Linked DNA regions of Mus musculus: regions 1 and 2 are each linked to region 3. A link is a contact called in public promoter capture Hi-C data. All regions are on one chromosome and are shown on one strand. The core of a region is the stretch at or near the end of the contact, and the rest is flanking DNA. Distances in the headings are between cores, read along the strand shown.

Evidence for each region. Promoter capture Hi-C pulls out the DNA fragments that hold promoters and counts their contacts. Capture Hi-C pulls out chosen DNA fragments and counts their contacts.
Region 1: a promoter capture Hi-C map of liver shows a contact between it and region 3. The contact joins the promoter of Fitm2 here to the promoter of Ada in region 3. A contact is called at or near these places in 1 of 39 promoter capture datasets (cranial neural crest), 3 of 115 datasets of contacts at active chromatin or transcription factors (bone marrow-derived macrophages, embryonic stem cells and pancreatic cancer cells) and 2 of 9 other capture datasets (adipose tissue and liver).
Region 2: a promoter capture Hi-C map of 3T3-L1-derived adipocytes shows a contact between it and region 3, with 4 times the contacts expected there. The contact joins the enhancer-like site here to the promoter of Ada in region 3. A contact is called at or near these places in 9 of 39 promoter capture datasets (the 3T3-L1 cell line, 3T3-L1-derived adipocytes, cranial neural crest and 5 more).

Annotation. Positions count from the first base shown.
Region 1 is chr2:163,470,305-163,473,926 of GRCm38.p6, forward strand. It overlaps Fitm2 (fat storage-inducing transmembrane protein 2), which reads right to left and starts at 2,325. Exons shown (of 2, transcript NM_173397.4): 1 at 2,099-2,325. The coding sequence starts at 2,271. It overlaps 2310001K24Rik (RIKEN cDNA 2310001K24 gene), which reads left to right and starts at 2,241. Exons shown (of 1, transcript NR_028122.1): 1 at 2,241-2,699.
Region 2 is chr2:164,007,526-164,011,087 of GRCm38.p6, forward strand. All of the region lies in intron 1 of Ywhab (tyrosine 3-monooxygenase/tryptophan 5-monooxygenase activation protein, beta polypeptide), which reads left to right. Among named protein-coding and RNA genes, the nearest start is that of Ywhab, 14 kb to the left of the region's middle. Within about 2 kb of position 1,931, at least 68 of the 459 cell types and tissues checked have an H3K27ac peak or open chromatin away from gene starts, as enhancers often do. A contact at or near this core is called in 3T3-L1-derived adipocytes and hippocampal neurons, where this site is marked.
Region 3 is chr2:163,748,601-163,752,116 of GRCm38.p6, forward strand. It overlaps Ada (adenosine deaminase), which reads right to left and starts at 1,639. Exons shown (of 12, transcript NM_007398.4): 1 at 1,459-1,639. The coding sequence starts at 1,491.

The sequences.
Region 1 (3,622 bases), core at 1,075-3,574, 280 kb before region 3:
ATCTCTGTGACACTGAGCCATATAGATAATATCACGCCAAAGTGGAGGTCATAGTGGTAAGATTGAAGTTCAAATCCAGGATCTGAAATTTTCCAGTTAGGTTACTTTCTCAGGAAAGCAGTCGCTGAGCGTCTATCAAATGTCAGGTGTGTTCGCACACATTCACAATTAGCTGAGGAGGAAGGGGTCGGTCTTTTTTTTTTTTTCTAAGTATAGCCCAGGCTGTCTCACACTGCCTATGCAACTGAGGATAGTCTTGAACTCTGACCCTCCTGCCTCCACCTCTCAAGTAGTGCCATTATAGGCACCACATCCAGTTCTATGTGGTGTTGGGGTTCAAACCTGTGTGCATGCTACGAAAGCACTCTATCAATTGAGTTTGTATGGCCGGCCTTCATTTGATCCATTTCACAGATAGCTCTGGGGGCTCAGAAAACTGAACTTTGCCAAGGCCACATACACAACGGCAAACAGATTGAGCCACACTTTACACAGCCCCAAAGTTCATGTCTGTTCGACCACACTAGTGTTCTATTCTACAAAGCTGGTAAGTCTTATAAGGAAGAGCTTTACCGGCTGGAGAGATAGCTCAGCAGTTAAGAGCACTGACTGCTCTTCCAGAGGTCCTGAGTTCAATTCCCACAACCACATGGTGGCTCATAACCATCTGTCATGGAATCTGATGCCCTCTTCTGGTGTGTCTGAAGACAGCTATAACGTACTCATATACATTAAATAAATCTTTAAAAGAAAGAAAAGAAGAAAGAAAGAAAAAAAGAAAGAAAGAAAGCGAGCAAGCTTTAGTTCAAGCTACAAGACCATGGTTTGAATCCTGATTCTGACTCTTATTTATCTTCAGGCCTCAGTTCCCTCAGCTAGAAAAGCCAAAGGCACCAAACCGTTTTTAAAATCTCTTCCAGATCCAGTGAGTCACTGCCAGTTCCCTCCCATTAATCAGCATCATGTCTTGGAACAAAACATTAGAATCCATGGCTACCCCTAAACAATTGGCGTGCCAGGCTGCTGGGCTCCTGGTTCATTAGGCCAGATACAGCAACATCTGCCATGTCTGCCTCCTCTGAGCTCATGAAAGGTGGCTGACCTGGAGATCTGGGCAGAAAACACCCACCAAAGAGATCTGGAACAACTACCACCCTTACACTCTATTCTTAGACCAGCCACTACGAGTGGGGAAGGATGAAGGTGGGCCAAGGACAGGGCTCTTCTTCCCTAGGTTCCAGTAGTTTCTCAGACGCCACCAAAGGGCCCATTACTAAAACCTTCACAGGCTTGACAAGGAAAGCCTCGTTAAAACCAAGGTCTGTCAGAAACCTGACTCAGTTGCCCAAAAGAGAAAACCGGGTTTGAAGTAGATTAACAAGAGAGGCAGATTGTCCACAAGCTGGAGACACTCACTAGTCTGAAGCATTAAGCTCACATGGATGGAGCAATTTCATCTTCCAAACTCCCTGTCTAGCTCCAACGGAGTGTTGTGCAATAAACTTACGATGTAAGTGTTTCTAAAGGACTAGGAAAGAAATAAGTGGAGTTTGAGAGATGTCCCAACGAGATCGGCTGGGGTTGTTTTCCTGGGTGACTGCCATGCACTTTAGAGTACTGAGAAAGTCCAAGGAGATCCAGGAGAAAGGTCACCAGAGTGAAAGGTTTCACGCTTGCTTCTACTAACATGGGGCAGGGATGGCAAAAGCTCTTGGGGTGGTGGGTGGGTCTAGAGGTGGTTCTTTAAGTCAACGGTGGGATTTTTGCCACAGTGGTTAAGAGAGGGGTGTCTGACTAGCCGGCAAGAGGAAGGTGACATCTCCCTGAACAGGACAGGGGCAAGCGCCTAACTCTGGGGGCGGGGGAATAGCCGCTCCAATGTACCCACTGTCACTTATAACCCACCCGTCACCGACTCGATCCTCCTATCGGAATGCTCACATACTAGGCGCGAATGTCACTTGCTTTCCCAGGGTCCCAGTGTCGCGACACGCGCGCGGACGCGCCTGTCAAGACAGGGCTCCCTCCCGATGACTCGCCTGCCCCAGCATCCAACTGGCTTCTTGGGGCGCGGGGGCCCGGAGCCCGATGCACTCACACGTTGAGGACGTTGCGCTTGTTGCTGAGGTAGCTCTCGGGCAGCGGGGACAGCTCCTTGACGACCGAGCCCGCCAGCATGGCGGCCACCAGCGCCCAGGGCAGGTGGCGCCGCACCGTCGCCCTCACCAGCGTCCCGCGGAGAAACCACGCGCAGCGCTCCAGGTGCTCCATGCCGGTCCTTCTCGGCTACCGTCCGCCTTCCAGAGCCTTCTCGGCCACCGTCTTACCCTTCGCCCGAGCTGGCACCACCACATCCCCTCTGGGCGCATGCGCGCTTCCTGCAAGCTCCGCCCCCTAGAGGGCGTGTCTCCCTCTAGTGGCCTTGATGGGTCTCTGCAGAGTGCAGGTCTGCATTTACCTGCGCCGCTTCCACTCATCGCCCCCAAGCTACTGGCTGAGATCACTGCAGGCTGCTCTTTGCCTGGGCAACCTGCTCCCCTCATGTTTGTGGGATGGGATTCTCGCTTTCTTTATCTGCAAAACAAACAAGAGACCCACCTTTCTTAAGAGCTAGTTTGGGAGTTCCGTATATTGGGTCAGTTATAGGGTTTTTCAGATGAAATTTCTTTGCAAAGTCATTAATAAATTTAAATCTTATTTACTTGTTTTGTTTTCAGACTGGGTTTCTCCAAGTAGACCTGGCTGACTTGGAACTCATTCTGTATAACCAGGGTGGCCTCGAACTCAGAGATCCCCTAAACTTGACCTCCAGAGTACTGAGATTAAAGTCATGTGCCACTTCGGGTTTTGAGACAAGTAAGGGCACTTGTTGCCAAACCAAATAACCTGGATTCAGTCCTTGGGATCCACATTGTGGAAGGCAACTCCCATAAGTTGCTCTCTCCACATTGTGGAAGGCAACTCCCATAAGTTGCTCTCTCTCTCTCTCTTTCTCTCTCTCTCACACACACACACACACTAAATAAATAAATAAATACAGATAAATAGATAAGTAAATAAATGTAAGAATGAATCAGCTGAAAAAAAAAAGGATGAATCAACTGTGTTGTTGACTGAACATCTTGGGCTCCCAAGGTTTGCAGAGCTCACATGAGGTACTGGTGACTCAGTCACTCAGTTTTGTCCCTTAGCTAAGCTCCTAGCCCGTAATGTTAGGTGTCAAAGTCAGGGCTTCCCAACCATGAGTTATTCCTTAGTGACTGTAGTTTATAGATTAGCACTTTAAAATCAAGGTGAAAACTCAAACCCATCACTTTCTAATTATTTTACTATGTTCTATTATTATTTATGTTCTTGTTTGTCTATTTTGAAACAGGATCTCTTACGTGACCCTGGCTGGCCTGGAACTCACTTTATAGAGAGGGCTGGTTTTGAACCTGTGTTGTCTTCCTGTCTCAGCCTCCCTCTTGGGTGCTGGGATTACAAGCATGTCCCATCACATCTGGTTTATCTATGCCTGAGCCTACCTGTATCCATTGTGCCTCCCGGGAACACCTCTGTGCTCTCTTCTCCCTTCTGTGATATCACACAGGAAGCTTGAAATCAGCCACAATAGAAGTAT
Region 2 (3,562 bases), core at 681-3,180, 260 kb after region 3:
CTCAGGCGGTTCATGCAAGAGTGTTACAGCTCGCTAAGACAGGCACTCTCAGGCGGTTCATGCAAGAGTGTTACAGCTCGCTAAGACAGGCGCTCTCAGGTGGTTCATGCAAGAGTGTTACAGCTCGCTAAGACAGGCACTCTCAGGCGGTTCGTGCCCTCTATTCCCTATGGAGAGGACATCTGGGGTTGGGTGGGATCTAGGGGCAGATGTTTTCTATTGGCTTGGTATGAAATGTTAGGGATGCCTCATCTGCATGTGGAAGGACTTCAGGTATTGTCCCTAAGTGACTGATTTTCACAGTCCTTTCACTGGGGTGTTGAGGTCATGTGTTCCAGGACAGGCACCTGGCTGGGAGTAGGTTTAAATGCCTACCGTCCTCAATTATGAGAATTGCTGGAGGTTCCTGAATCTGCTCTACCTTACCATTTTTTCTGTCTGGTCCACTGTCCCACAGATGGATGGATGGGTGGATACCAGATAGATTAACTGATTGATTGATTTTATGACTGTGTTTTTTAATGCCCTGTTCCTGGTGGTCACAGCTACTCTGCTGAGGGAGATGCTGTTGTCTGCATTTGTGAACTGAAAATCTTTAGTTTAATGGGATCTTTTCTGTGTGGTGGCAGATTGTGCTTTGACACATGGTGCTGTTGCCTTTCTGTGTTCTTTGTTCTCCCAGTCGTGCCTGTTCAGAAACTTAACAGATGCATATTTGAGCAGTTTGTGGCATTATGTCTGAATCCTTCCTTTGAGAGTAATGTGTGGGAAACTAAGTGGTAGAGCTTTCTCCACTACCATAGACCAGCGTAAAGAAGCCCTAGACTTAGGGTGCAGGTTTGTGTGGATTCAGAGTCCTGGATTGCAGATAGCTCTAGGCAGGTGGATACAGTTTACATAGGCATGAAGTGAAATATCCAGGAGAATATTGTAGATGAAGAGACCTGCATGTTTGAGTGAGGTATGAACAGGGCATGTGGGAATGTGTACCTAAGAACCTCACAGGCTGAAGGACTTTGAAAGCAACCCAGTAGGGTTTCTTAAGTGATACGCTAGTCCAAGGGGACCCTTGAGGTTATTGGGTATGGCTAACGTGGCAGTGAGTCTGTGGGGTACGGGAGTCTGTGGGGTCTGAGGAGTAGGAGCTTAGGATTCTTGAGGAAGGAGAAAATACTGCCAAGTTTGGAGGGTAGGGCCCGGATCTGTTTTACCATCTCATTTAGGAGCTCTTTGTGCATACCAGGCAATGTGCAGGAGACTGGGAGAGACTGGAAATAGAATACAAAATTTGGTTGATTCATTATAACCTTAGAAACAGAACAAAACAAAGTCCAGGGCTGTTACACAATGCTAGAGTGTAATATACATGAGGCTCTGAGTTCGAAGCCAGCCTGGATTACAGACTGAGTTCCAGGACAGCCGTGGCTATACAGAGAACCCTGTATAGAGAAAAAGAAGAAGAAGAAGAAAAAGAAAGATACCACAACCAAAGGCAAGCTAAATGAACAGTTTTAAATATCCGAAATATTGTGGTTTCAAAAGGTGGCACTAGTCACATTTTCTAGTGAATAGCCACATGTAGCTGGTGGCTGTGGTGTAGGGATCATGTGAGGAAGAGCTATTGCCTAGTGAGTGAGTCAAGACAGAAAGTGGATTTGTATGCAGACAGCCATTTTTACAGCAGCACGTGTGAGAGGGTTTGGTGTTTGTTGCTGTTCTCATGATCTAGGAAGACGCCATGGAAACAATCAGAGGATGGTTTTGATAGTTGAGACGTGAGGTAGCTCAAGATGGTGACCTGAAGTGCAGGTTGGGTGTTAGGTAGGCGAAGAAAGAGGGACTGTTTCATTTTTCCTTGTCTGTGCCTTCCTCCAAACTAGTAGATGTTGTGTAACCCATTTCCTGTTGAAATTGGCCCGGCTGCTCCAAATCCATGCTATGTAAGTCTTGAGTTATGTAAGTAAGCATCAGGGCCTTTAGTTAGTGTTTTCTTGTGTGTGTGTGTGTGTGTGTGTGTGTGTGTGTGTGTGTGTCTGCGCACAATTGAAAGTTTTAGAAAATACCCGTTTTCTTTTTAAAGACATACATTTATGTCTGCAGTAACATGATGGTTTTTAATCTTCAAGAACTCTGACAGTGTCAAAGAATCTTAAAATAGTTATTTTGGATTTGTTTATTTATTTTGATTTTTTTGAGACAGGGTTTCTCTGTGTAGCTCTGGCTGACCTGGAGCTTACTCTAGACCAGGCTGGCCTTGGAACTCACAGAGATCCACCTGCCTCTGCCTCCCAAGTGCTGGGATGGATTTATTTCTTTTTATGTATATAGGGGTGTGTGTGTGTGTGTGTGTGTGTGTGTGTATGTATGCATGCATGTGTATGATTATGTGTATGCATGCGTGTGAGTGAGTGTGTGTGTACGTGTGTGTACGCGCGAACGTGTATGCTTGTTGCTCACAGAAGCCAAAAGAGGGCATTGCATCATTGAAGCTAGAATTCTGGGTGGTTGTAAGCTGCTACAAGCATGAAGGGATTTGAACCCAAGTCCTCTTGAAAGAGCAGCTCTTCCCTGCTGAGTCAACTCTCCAGCCCCTGGCACTTCTCTTTGATGCTGCATGTCTAGTGTGGCATAGTCCCTCAGGAACTTGTTCTGTAGAAAGTCACCATTGGTGGGCTGCGCATAAGAATGCATGGACTTGTAGGTGACAGCTCTAAGAGAAAGGCCTAGGGTTTTCACTGGTTTTTGCCTGGGAGAACTGTCATTTCTGCTGACATTTCTTCTAGCCAGAATGCTTGCTGTTTGACTCTTAGCTGCTGTGGGATGCTGTGAAGTAGACAGTGAGAAGGGTCTTCTGTATTGGCAGGGTGTAGAGCTAAGGTTACTTTAAAAAAGAAAAAGCATCATGTATGTATTGTTATGTGTACTGTATTATATGTCCACACATTTATCTGTGTACCACATACACTCTGCAGCCAGAAGTGGGGTGAAAGTGGTCAGACCCCCTGGAACCAGCGCTATGAACTGCCCTGTAGGTTTTTGGAATTAAATGCAGGTCCTTTGGATTAGCGGGCAGCATAAACTTCAAAAAAAGTTATTAGGTGGCTGTCAACATGGCTTAGCAAGAAAAGGAGATTGGAGCCAAACTTGATGACCCAAGTTCAATCCCTGGAACCCACGTGGTGCAGGGAGAGAGCCAGCTCCCACAGTTATCCTCCTTTCCCCACACGTGTCCATGCATGCACTCTCCCATGGGCGTGTACACACAAATGAATGTTTAAAATACACAGAAAGTGTTTTAAAAGCACTTTCTGTGTATTGGGGAGGGGGATAGGATAGTGGAACAAAGAAGCTCTAGAAGAAGCAGGCAAGTTTAAAGGCCTTGTATTAAATAATAAAGCGTGAAAACTTCTATATAACGTTTAAAGCTGTAGGCCTTTTGCTGAGGCAGTCTCCAGCAGCCCATCTAACTTAGCCTGACTTCCAGCCTGCCCCAGCCAGGTGACTAGCGGTTTACCTCTCTGCTCTGCTCTGCTCTGCTCTGTCAGTGTCCTTTCCCTGCTGC
Region 3 (3,516 bases), core at 389-2,888:
AGCATTTCTTCCTCACCATGACACGAGACCTGTCCCACCTCAGAGGTAGCAGCCCAGCATGCTACCTTCCTGCTGACGTCACCTTCCAACATCCAGACACCAATGCTAACAGTCCTTTTCTCCAGGTGTGGAGTCTAAGAGCCCCGAGGGAAGGAATGACATCCCAGCATGGGTCAGATGACAATACCAGGGCTCATGATATATTGGCACTCCCCCCATCCCCCAAGAGCTGTTACAAAAGGGTAGGTGCCACAGAAGTGTAACCTGTCGCTCACCTTTAGTCACTCTCTTAGGTTTCCATCAGGAGAGATGGTTCCCCTGACCAAGGGTAGGGAGAATTCAGACCATCAAAAGAAAACTCACCCTTTGATGTCTAAGAGCACCAACTGTGGTCAGGAGCCACCAGACAAGATGTGCAGCAGGCATTGGTTGGGTAGGAAGACTTGCCCTGCCCTTCTAGCCTCTAGCTAGAGGGGCAGAGTGTGTTCCCTATGGTAAGTGCATGGAATACAGGCCCACTGCCCATCTTCCCTCCCGCTCCCTCCATGCACGCATATATGACACAACATGCACACGGGATTCATACGTCTGCCACCCCGCCCCCCACTCAGCATCTGTTTCTTGGAGGGGTAAGTCTAAGGGTGACTGTCTCTGATCCCTCCCCCTGAGTTCTCAGTCCCACACTCTGCTGACCAGTTCAATTTGCCTGGCTGACTAGACAGAATCTGTAAGGGCTGCAAATCTGGCCTTGGGGACCTGGAGTCTCCCTGTTTCCAAGAAGCCACAGCTTGCAGAAAGACAGATAAAGGGTTCTCCTCTGGGGTCAAGGGCTAAAACTTCATCCCAAATAAACCCATATGGCCAAACGGTCAGTATGTGTAGGGGTTCCTCCTGGCACCCTGAAGCCTCTATCCCTTCCTTTTCTGGTTTGGATCATAGATTTTCCCACGGGCGCACCCACAAACCTAGGTTACCTGTTGCCCACAAAGTAATCATAACACTTAAGTATAAAGCCATACACTGAACATTTAACAGCTAGAGACCCTGGGCCCCATTCTACTGGGGCTCAGACACCCAGGTCCTAGCCCAGTCCCACACAGCTGTGCAGCCCCGCCGCACTGGATGCCCATTGGCAGACAGCGAGGCTGAGACCTCCAGGGCACAGGGCATAGGCAGCAGCCGAACCCGAAGGCCGACTGGAGGCACTCCCAGGTTCGCATAGACAGCAGCCGAACCCGAAGGCCGACCAGAGACACCCCCAGGTTCTGGACACTCCCTGCCACATCGTCTCTCGCTCGACATCCCGGAAGCAAGCTAAGGCCTGGGTCGAGGGGAGATGCCTGCGGGAGTCCCCCTGCCACTCCATGCTTCTAGGTTAAAGGCGCCAAAGGCTGGGCCCCGCTAAGCCCCGGGACAGCCCGGGACAGAACCCTGGCAACGGAGCCCCTCGGTGCTTACTTTGGGTTTGTTGAATGCGGGTGTCTGGGCCATGGTTCCGAGCGTGTTCCCGGTTCTCTCCGCCGAAGCTCTCTGGGTCTGCGTTGGCTCGCTGGCAGGGTCGCTTCCCGATGGCTCTCAGAGACCGCGGCCCGCCACGCTCTTTTTTACCGGGCTGCCCCGGCACAGCCCCGCCCACGCTACGCCCACAGAGAGACCCCGCCTTCCGGAGCCACGGCCCCGCCCCCCCCCCCCCCCCCCCGCCTGCAACTCTGGCGCGCATTTCCCGGAATTCTGAACCCCAGACCTTCCCTGCTGGCTACACCCTAGGAAGCTCCCAGGTGAGCCCCCTGCAGACGCGACTCCAATGTCCTCACCTGCCCCTTCCGGGCCCCTTCAGTACCGAGGCTTCCAGTGTTGCTTGGGCGCCTACTTTGTGCAGGCTGAAGCTGGAGCCACACAGTCCTGAAGCCTTATGGGGCTGGATTTTGAGGGATAGACCCACTTGTTGCAGAATCACAAGGCAGAAGAAGTGTGTAATTAGGGAGATTTAGCGGCGACTGCCGGAGTTCACCAGGTGAGGGCGGGTGGGATGCAGAGAACACTGTTGTGTGTGAGAGAGACTCCTGAGAACTAAGTCTCCAGGGTGGCTGGAGACAGGGGGTGGACAGGAACACACAGTTCATCTCTCCTGGGGCAGTTACGCTGGAGAAATATGCCCACGTATCGAGATGTATTTAGAATGCTCACATCAGTGCTGTGGGTAAATACAGTGGACTGGTTTCTGCAGCAATAAAGCCAGTTTCAGCTACAAAGCACAGCACATGTGCTCAGACACAGTAGTGAAAGGGGGGCAGAAAAAAAAATACGCTGCAGAAAACTTCATACTATGGTCAACTTCTAGAACATATAAATAACAACATATGCATCAGGGAGGAGAAATGGGAAGCAAGGGAAACACTCTTAAATCTCAGTCCTGCCATCCCTGGGGTGGGCCATGCTGACTCTGTGGGAAGCCTAGGGCACATGGAAACATCCATTTAATGGTGGTATCCCAGAACTAGGTGAGATGCAATTCTCATCTGAAACTAAACAAACTTACAAATAAAGAGGAGGGGATGGGAAGGGGAGAGGGGAGCTGAGGCCAGCAGGCGAGGTGGAAGCTCAGAGAGATGTCACTGAAAGTTTGTCAGTGGTTTCAGGACAGCATCACACTTCTGTTTGGAAAACTCCAGCTGTTCCAAGTCTAGAAATTTAGCCAGGGAGACTTCACAGGTGAGCTGTTTAGAACCATACTCTAGGTTTGGTGGGATTTTGGGGGCGGGATGCAGGGCTATATTGTAGCAAGTTCCTTAAGTAACTTGTGCGCACCTTGAGGTGGGGATGCCCGGGTGTCCTTACATGAGGGGACAACATGAAAGGAGCTGGAGAAAGCGTGGTACACCAGGAAAGATCCAGGTGTGAGACCGTGGCGACTCTGGGCAAGAGGATGGACTCAGATCCCTGCTACTTGAAAGCAGCAGAATACAGATTTGGGATTCAGTTGTTTGTGGGAGTGAGAGAGAGGGTGGATCAAAATGGTACTTCTAAGACAGGGATGGGAATACTTGTGCCTGTAATCTTAGTATTCACCAAGCTGAGACAAGAAGATGCTGAGCTATTATTGAGATTTTTGAGATTCTGTTGCAAAAAAAGAGAAACATTTCCAACACATTGTAGCTTAGTGGGAGGTTTCTTTGTTACTTCAGATACATGACCATACACCATCACATGTGGACACACCCTCCCTAGCCCTTGTCCTGGAAGCACTTTGAAAACATCATTCCATTCAATCTGTCTACACCCTGTGAAGCAGAAACTGTTATCAGTCTACAAATGAAGTCGCCGAGGCCCCAAGAGGGCACAGGCCACTGGGCTCCTGGAAGATTAGTGCACTGCAAGGGAGGGTGGCACTTGAATTTGATTCTGACTCTATAGCTGGGCCTGGGCTGTGTCAAATCTTTCTCCAAAGTCCATCCAACTCATTCTTTGCAAATAACTTCCTGGTCCACCAAAAGTGACAAGCCTTTGCTGATCCTG